Linked DNA regions of Rattus norvegicus: region 1 is linked to region 2. The links are chromatin contacts, called in public Hi-C maps. All regions are on one chromosome and are shown on one strand. The core of a region is the stretch at or near the end of the contact, and the rest is flanking DNA. Distances in the headings are between cores, read along the strand shown.

Region 1 (4,167 bases), core at 393-2,892, 480 kb before region 2:
GATTCTATCTTAATTCCTTTGGGAACTAGAATTGAGCAGAATTGACGCCTGGATACTATTCTCTAGTTCAGAGGCGAGAGGCTCACAGGGCTTTGGTGTTGTGCCAACTCCGAGTCAGGTGATTGTGCAGGTACTGGTTGATGGTCTGGGTGTGCCAGGCATGGCGCCCCGCAGTGCCTGGTCCTCGGTGGCAAGGCCAGTGGATGCTGAGAGCTACTTTGCAGGTGTACGATAAATTACAGTTGCTAGTGACATAATAAATCAAAGTTACATAAATGACATCCCAAAACATATAAATAATAATTACGGTAGATGAGAAGATAGTTTTGATGCATGAGGAGACTGCCTCATGTGCTGGAGAGATGGTGGGTAGAGGAGTGCTTGCTGGCTATACAAGCATGCGGAGTTCAGATCCTCAGCACAAAAAAATGGCTGATGGTACATGTGGCTGTAACCGTGCACAGGGGCTGGGGAGGGAAGAGACCGGGCTCACTGAACAGCCTGTCTGGCTGAAACTGTAAACTTTGGGTTCAGTGAGAAATTCTGTCCCAAAAATGAGGTGAGACGTGACTGAAGATGTCACAGCATCAACCTTTGACCTTCACACACAGTCATAATTGTGCACAACACACACACACACACACACACACACACACACACACACGGACAGACGGACGGATGGACAGATGCATATCTGATAACTTGGAGGACTGGGTGGGCTGTATTGGCCCACAAGGCCACACTTCTTCTTCTTTTTTTTTTTTTTTAAAGATTTATTCATTTATTATCTGTAAGTACACTGTAGCTGTCTTCAGACACACCAGAAGAGGGCATCAGATCTTTACAGATGGTTGTGAGCCACTGTGTGGTTGCTGGGAATTGAACTCATGACCTCTGGAAGAGCAGTCAGGTGCTCTTAACCACTGAGCCATCTCTCCAGCCCCTGTATTGGTTTTTAAAAACCCATGAAGGGACGGCTGGAGAGATGGCTCAGTGGTTAAGAACATTGACTGCTCTTCCAGAGGTCCTGAGTTCAAATCCTAGCAACCACACGGTGGCTCACAACCATCTGTAATGGGGATTCGATGCCCTCTTCTGGTATGTGTGAAGACAATGACCGTGTCATATACATAAAATACATAAATCTTTTAAAAAATAAAAAAATAAACCGTGAAGACTCTCTTGTGACATGGTGGCAGGTCCAGAGGCCTTCAGGGTGGACCGGTACTGCATTCTGAAAATAGTCAAGTTCATACACAACAGGCCAGACCCCATGAAGTCATGTGGAAGAAGCTGCTGCCAGTGTCTACCTTACTTCCCCCCCCCCCCCCCCCCGGTCTCTGCGACCCACTTTCTGCACATTACCTGCTCTCAGAAGCTCACAGGAAGAGCCTCTTCTATACCTGTCTATTTCTGACTTGCATTGTCCTGAGTTCAATGGGTTGGGTTCAAAGCTTTCCTGGGAGGTCGACCTCTTGAAACAGAATCTGAAATCTCCCAAGTGCTCCGTGCGGGTTCTGCGTGCATGCCTAACACTGTCCCCCAGCTGTCTTCTGTTTGTGCAGCCAGCTCCAAACTGGGTGGGCCTAGAGAGATGGGAGGGCTGTCACTCCACCCTGTCATCTCGCTAAGCACAAAGGGGTTCCTTATCCCTGTCCCCACCCCACTGTCTGCCTTGTCCTCTAAGAAATCTGTCTGCTGTGCCTTGACCGGTTCAAAGCACTTGACAGCGTTTGACCCTCCATGTTAGTCACCCCTCCTGCAGCCAAGCAAGGCAAGAGGTTCTTCCTGTGGCGCTGTCCCAGTGCCCACATGGGGCTGCCCCATAAGCCCTGGTGCAGGCCGCTGAGTCCCGCTCTGGAGCGAAGTGTGGCTAAACGTCCCCACTGGCTTCTCACTTCAGATGACGAGAAACAGCAGGGCAGATAATCCCACAGGGGGACACAGGCCAAGTCACTTTGAGGGTGTTTTAGATGGCATTCGAGTATTTTTAGCTGTTAGTAGAGAGTTTTCCTCCCTGCACACTCTCTGCGTTCCTCCCGGGGAAGGAGCTGCAGCTGGGCCCCCAGCAGCCAACAGGAGCTGACCTGGGATTAGCATTTGCTGTGCGTAATCCGCAGCAGGTCATGGCGTGTTTGCTGTGTAATGTGTGAGTTTTCCAACGTGGAAGTCACTGGAGAACCTCAGCTAAGGGGTGGAAGTGACCTAAGAAAGCGGCAGCATTCTTTCTCAGAAGCCATCAGCCTTTCATTATCCTGGACCTTTATGGCCAGGTTGGCCAGAGGCCAACATTGGGTATCTTCCTTCATTATTCTTTATTTTTATTTTCCAACATTCTATCTGTCTGCCTGTCTGTCTGTCTGTCTATCCATCTATCACCTATCTTATTCAGTCCATTTACTTATTTGAGTCTGTATAGCCACAGCTTTCTGGAATTCTCTGTGTAGACCAGGCTGGCTTCAGATTCATAGAGATCTGCCTGCCTCTGACTCCTGAGTGCAGGGATTGAAAATGCGCACCACCACTAAGATACATTTTTTTTTTTTTTTTCAGAGCTGAGGACCGAACCCAGGGCCTTGCACTTGCTAGGCAAGCGCTCTACCACTGAGCTAAATCCCCAACCCAAGATACATTTTTATTGTCGTGTCTCTGTGTTAATAGCGTGTATGCAACCAGGCCAGAAGAGGGCATTAGGCCCCCTGTGGCTGGTGTTGTAGGTGTTGTGAGCTGCTCAGCTTGGGTGCTAAGACCGGAACCTCAGTCTTCTGCAAGCCCCGGAAACATTCGACCACGGAGTCATCTCTAGCCCCTACCTTAGTTTTTTTGAGACATGATGTCACGGAGCCTGGTGTTTCCATATTGAGCTAGACTGCTTGGCCAGCAAGTTCCAGGGTTGTATCTTCCCCTTGTAACTTGAAATTTATTAATGCTTTCGTTAACTGTGGGAAGTATTTATTCGTAAAATCTCCGAAAAAATGTTACTTTCTCTTTGTGTACTGTTAAAAAAAATGTGACTTCTATTTCTTGGTCCATTTTAATACTTCATGGTTTTGATCTAGAAACAAGATTTGGGCCAGTCACTTCTGGATATGGCCTATGGCCACCTGGGCGTGACGGAGAAGGAATACTTCGGCTTGCAACATGGCGATGACCCAGTGGACTCCCCCGTAAGTGCCCACATGTAAGATGTGCTGCCTGCCTGCTTGGGTTGGTTTCATAGCTTGTTTTTCTCACTCAACAGAGATGGCTCGAGGCAAGCAAACCCCTCAGGAAGCAGCTGAAAGGTGGGTATGATCTCGCTTCGCTTGGTCACTGGGTGTACAGCGAACTGCCTTCTCCTTATCAGGAGCTTAAGGGGGCAGTGGGATCAGGGAGAGATGCTTTAAAGCTACTTTGAGGGTGAGGGGAGAGGAGGCAGCTCAGGACAAGGGAGCATTCAGTTACTTTTCTAAGGGGGTAAGTGGATGACGGATAGTCTTCCTTAGCCCAGTTAAGAAAGAGACATAAAAGGGCTAGGGTGATTGGTGTCTTAGTTGGTAAAAGTGCTGGCTGGACAAGCATAAGGACCCGAGTGCAGATCCCCAGCACCAACATAAGAAGCTGGGTACTGTGGTGCATGCCTGTATTCCCAGCGCTGGAGACAGAGACAGGAGTTCCTGGACTTTGCTGGCCAGGCTGTCTAGCCGAAGGGTGAGCTCCAGGTTCAGTAAGAGACCCTGTCTCAGGAAGCGAAGATGGAGAGCAGTGGAAGACGACACCTGATGCCATCCTGTGGCCCTCGTGCACATGCAGACACCTGCACACATGAGTGCATGTGCACACACCCAAATGCACACACAGAGAGGGAGACCGACATAAACCCTCATACTTCCCGACAGCACAGATGCTGGCTCATCCATCATGAGTGGGCCTCTGTATTGCTCTCAGCTCCCAGTGAGACAGCTTACTCCAGCCGTGCCCGACCTGCCCTCTGGCCAGCCCTTTTCACCCTGGCCTCCCTCATGCCTCTCCTTGACCCCGTACGTCCCAGACTTAACTTGACCAGTGTACAGGACTCTGTCTGAACTGCCCTTCATTCTCCTCCCTCGGTAGAAGATGCCTTTCTCCTTGTCTCTGAGCCCATCTCCTAGTCCTCCGGGTTCCTCAAATACCTCCTTTCATCTGAAG
Region 2 (4,299 bases), core at 1,578-4,077:
TAAAAATAATGAAAAGAGCCCTATCTTTTATATTAGAAATTAATAGGTAAAGGAACTTTACATGGTTTACTGCTAGGATTTTTCTAACTAAAAAATAAAACCGGTGGGCTGGGGAGATAGCTCAGAAGGTAAGACTATTTCCTGCTCTTAGGAAGGACCCAGGTTCAGTTCTCAGTACCCACACGGTAGCTGACAGTTACCTGTAACTAGCTCTAGGGCATTTGACAAGTTCCCCTTACCTCTGCAGGCTCCCGCACACACGTGTCACAGACACATACATAAAAATGTTTTAAAAAAGTTTAAATAAACCCAACTCCTTTCACTATTAGTACCACATTTTAACACAGTTCCTGACAGTATGTATGGTCATTGTTTCAGATACTCTGGGAGATGGGTACACCTAGGGTAGTATGACAAATATCTCTAAACAGGGAATGAGTATGCTTTATGCACTGCTTTCTTTTTAAGAATTTTTCCTACAGTGAACATGGGCAGCTGAAGCCAAGATTCTTTCTTTTGTTTTTGAGAGTTTTACATGTAACCTGGTACTCACTGTATAGCCCTATATCGCCTCACCCTTGCAATTATGCTACCTTAACCACCCAAGAGGTGGGATTGCAGGCCAAGGCCAAGGCCCATCTTCCATCTCATCCCTTGAGGATAAGAAGAATGGAGGGAAGAACCTACTGATAGACACTATACATCTTGATACACTTGTGTGTGGGGGTGTGGGGTGGAAGTGTATAGCATGTTTTTACTGAAAACCTACATTGAACTGCTAGAAAAAGTCTTATGGCTGACTGGATCCATCATAGTATGAATATAGAAAATCTCAGTAGAAAAGAAAAAAAATCACAGGATTACAGAAACATACCCGTTTAAATTTCCCAGATACTTTGTTCTGAAGTCTGCTACAATTGTTACTGATCTGATAGGAAATACTTTTAATAGTTTTGCCACTTTGAAGAACGGGATGAGATCCTGCCAGTGTGATGACGCATATTCTACAAGGAGAAAAACAGTCAATCCTATGTTGTGGCATGGCGGCCAGAAACCTCCTCCTGTAACAGTATTCCTGCTGAGGGTGACTATCCAACCTGACCGTTGTTCAGTCCAGTTATCTCTGCTGTGATTGGAACATAATACAGAAAAGGAGAGAATAGAGTTGAATCTCCTTCCCAGGAAAGGGAGCAGTACAAGTCTTTAGTAAGCTAGGGTAGCAGAGAAGCATGGCAAGACTGTGGACACAGAACATGACAAATGCCTCCACAAGGAGCCATTCTATAGGTCCAGCAGTACAGTGGTTGGTACAGGTTGGCTAAGCAGTACATGACCCAACAAGACATGTTCTTCCCACCACACTCCTATAATATCATTTCAACACTGTAGAAGACAATTTCATGAATGCTCAAAACCAACCCAAGACCATACCAGACTAACTACCAGAAGGACAGTGTTGATAATTTCTAATTCCTGGTTTGCTTACCGGTTGGAGTGCTGGAGTATACAGTGGTCCTCACAGGGTTTTCCTTTAACATCTAGAGGAATAAATGAGTTGCTGGTTGTTGAATTAGTGTTTACTATTACCATGTGATTACCATAGTTCATTATGAAGCTGATCACAGTGGTCAAAGTAAATAAAGGCTATTAAGTAGTTTAAATGGCTTAATCCAGATAGAATCCTTTATTCAATGTTAAGGCAGGTAAGATTATTAACTTCTCCATCTTCTCACTTTAAGATGAGACCTATTATTTCCATTAGAGAAACACTATTATAAGAATCACGTTGCTTACATTGTGGTGTTGTTTTGTGGGGCTGTCTTGATGTTATAAAAAAATCACATTTTTGGAAAATTCAGTCCTAAAGAGAACTAGGAAGGTTGCTTATCCTAAACGCCGTGTGTGGGCATACCAGTTTCCCTGAATTAAAAAGGCTAAGGTAGAGGCTAGAGGAGGGTCCCCAAAAGTGGTATTGGTATTTTCTGGGCACAAAGAACACCAGCGAAACCTACTTCAAAACGTCCAGTGGACAATATGCACGGCTTCTTCTTTTTTTTTTTTGGTTCTTTTTTTTCAGAGCTGGGGACCGAACCCAGGGCCTTGCGCTTCCTAGGCAAGCGCTCTACCACTGAGCTAAATCCCCAACCCCCACGGCTTCTTCTTAACATTAGATGTTCCTTAACATCTCTTAATGTTCTCTCCACGCCTAAGGTTTCTTCCCGACTGGGCGTAGGATTGATCCTTCCAAGCACACAAACACTTGGCAGTGTGTGGAAGCCCAGATATACTAACGCTGAGTTCCTTAGTTTAGTTCACGTCCTTTCCTGCCAACAACCCGCATATGGCACTGCACTTCCCACGTCGGAAATAGAACCTGTAATCCTGAGACTAGGAAACTCAAGGAAGAGCACAGGTGGCTTACATCGCGTGGCAGAAGTACCTGCGGCATCCACCCTGTGCGGTAGAGCAGAGCTCACCACCATTCCGCACTTACCCGCTTTATACCAGCGAGTGAAGTATCGATCTACAAGGGAGGGTGCTGGGGGTTCGGTAGACATGACTACCTCTGGCGCCACCACCCCGGCTTCGGGGCAGGGGAGCTCTTCCATCCCGCTGGTCCAGGAGAGTACTTCCGGCGCGTGGTAACGTTGTGCACGCGCGCGCCCGCGACTCCCCGGCCCGCAGCCGACCTCCTTCCCAACCCCAGTCACTTGCGCTGCTGGGCCAAAGTCCAACTGTTGGGCAAATACAACTGGGCGTCAAAGGGCTGAGGGACAACAGACAGCAAAGTCCTTCTGTCTCTACCAGGCTAGGACCTCGGATCTACAGAGGCGGTGCATCTGGCCACACCCACCTGGTGACGTCAAGTTAGTGCGTCTCGTGGGTGACACCACGTCTGCGCCGCCTTTCTTGTGCTACCTGGCGGGTTTCGCTCATCGGTGGTTCGTGTCTCTTGTTTCCCGTGTGCTTTGGCGTTTCCCTTCCAAACCCAGTGTACCGTGAGGGTTCGGAGCCGCGCACTGAGGCGAGGGCGCAGTTCCGCTAGGGCGTTGTAGGTGAGCATTCGTCCGTTCCAGTCTGAGCTGCTTTGTGCGGCCTGGTCTTGCGGGCCAGTTCTGCCCTGCTGCAGGGAAGATGCACGCGCCTCTGTCTGCGCGCGCGGGCGGGGCAGCGTGGACAGCCTCTCTCTTCGAATTTCGGATGTTTTGTGTATACTTTTGCTCCGGATCCAACCTGGGGCGCTGCGGGACACAGCTGCGGGGGATGAGGGTCCTGTTCCCCAATTGCTGGTTTCCTTGCAGAATATAGATAAAACCTCTACCAGCTAATTGGTTAGTTCGTTGTGAAGGTGATAGGTAATAGAGGCCTTTGTGCTGTGCTGCGGATCCTTTCTCGCATTTGGGTCATTTCTGTGGAACAGTGTATCTCTTGCTTTCCTAACTGGTTTGCCTAACCCGGGATTTCTGTGATGGCAGTGATTGTGTAGTCTTTTGTTTCTAGGGCCTAACATTTGGCAAGTTTTGATGTAAGTCACATAACGGATCTTAGGTATTGTGTAAAGGATTCGTTTGTATGTTGAGAACCATGATATATAACCAGCGAATACCTCTATGTGTAAGTGAAAGAAAAAGAGGCGTAGGCAAATTTTAGCTTGTGGAAACAGAGATGACAATGAGTCCCAAGCCAGGATAGGCTGTTATTTGATAAGAGATCAGCAGGTTCTCTGTTTTTCAGGTTGCATTTCATGTGCATGTAAGGGTCAGCTTATGATAATATCAGGAGATAGTGAGTGATAGTGAGTTTAATGTTCAGTTTGGACTTGTTCAGTTACAAGGTATATAGGTTTATCTAATCTTCCCTTTAGTGAGCTATCTAAGCCTGAAGGTAGGGGACCACGGGGAGAAAATGGAGCAGTGGTCAGAATTTTAGGACATGATCAAAGTTGTATGAAAGGACTTTTTGGCACATGTGTGGATGGAGAAAAGTTGAATTCATGGAACCCAGGGAGGTGCAGTAGGAGGTGCCAAAGGAAGGCTATTAGCAGATTATGATCCTACAATCATTTGGAAAATACTCTTTTCCTAACTTGAAAGCACTGAGAAAAATACAGGGCTATGTAACTCCAAAAAGTTAAATGAGTGAGGAGTGTTGGAATGACAATTTAGAGAAGTCAGTGTTCATGCTAAAAGAATTGTGGCATTAGAGAGACTAATGAGCTTGCCTTTTATCATGTGCATGAAGTGGCTTCGGAGGCCAGAAGAGGGCATGGGACTCCCTGGAGCTGGAGTTATAGATGTT

Evidence for each region. Hi-C and Micro-C count contacts between places; a contact is called where the count stands out from the background.
Region 1: a contact with region 2 is called in a Hi-C map of Schwann cells, with 5 times the contacts expected there. The contact joins the enhancer-like site here to the promoter of Abitram in region 2. A contact is called at or near these places in 2 of 12 Hi-C or Micro-C datasets (the A7r5 cell line and Schwann cells).

The regions. Positions count from the first base shown.
Region 1 is chr5:76,781,391-76,785,557 of GRCr8, reverse strand. Ptpn3 (protein tyrosine phosphatase, non-receptor type 3) reads left to right here. Exons shown (of 26, transcript NM_001100754.1): 3 at 3,060-3,167; 4 at 3,242-3,284. Among named protein-coding and RNA genes, the nearest start is that of Ptpn3, 38 kb to the left of the region's middle. Within about 2 kb of position 1,642, at least 4 of the 93 cell types and tissues checked have an H3K27ac peak or open chromatin away from gene starts, as enhancers often do. A contact at or near this core is called in Schwann cells, where this site is marked.
Region 2 is chr5:76,299,582-76,303,880 of GRCr8, reverse strand. Abitram (actin binding transcription modulator) reads right to left here and starts at 2,827. Exons shown (of 6, transcript NM_001399504.1): 1 at 2,495-2,827; 2 at 1,487-1,538; 3 at 875-1,004. The coding sequence starts at 2,609. It overlaps Elp1 (elongator acetyltransferase complex subunit 1), which reads left to right and starts at 2,896. Exons shown (of 37, transcript NM_080899.2): 1 at 2,896-3,056.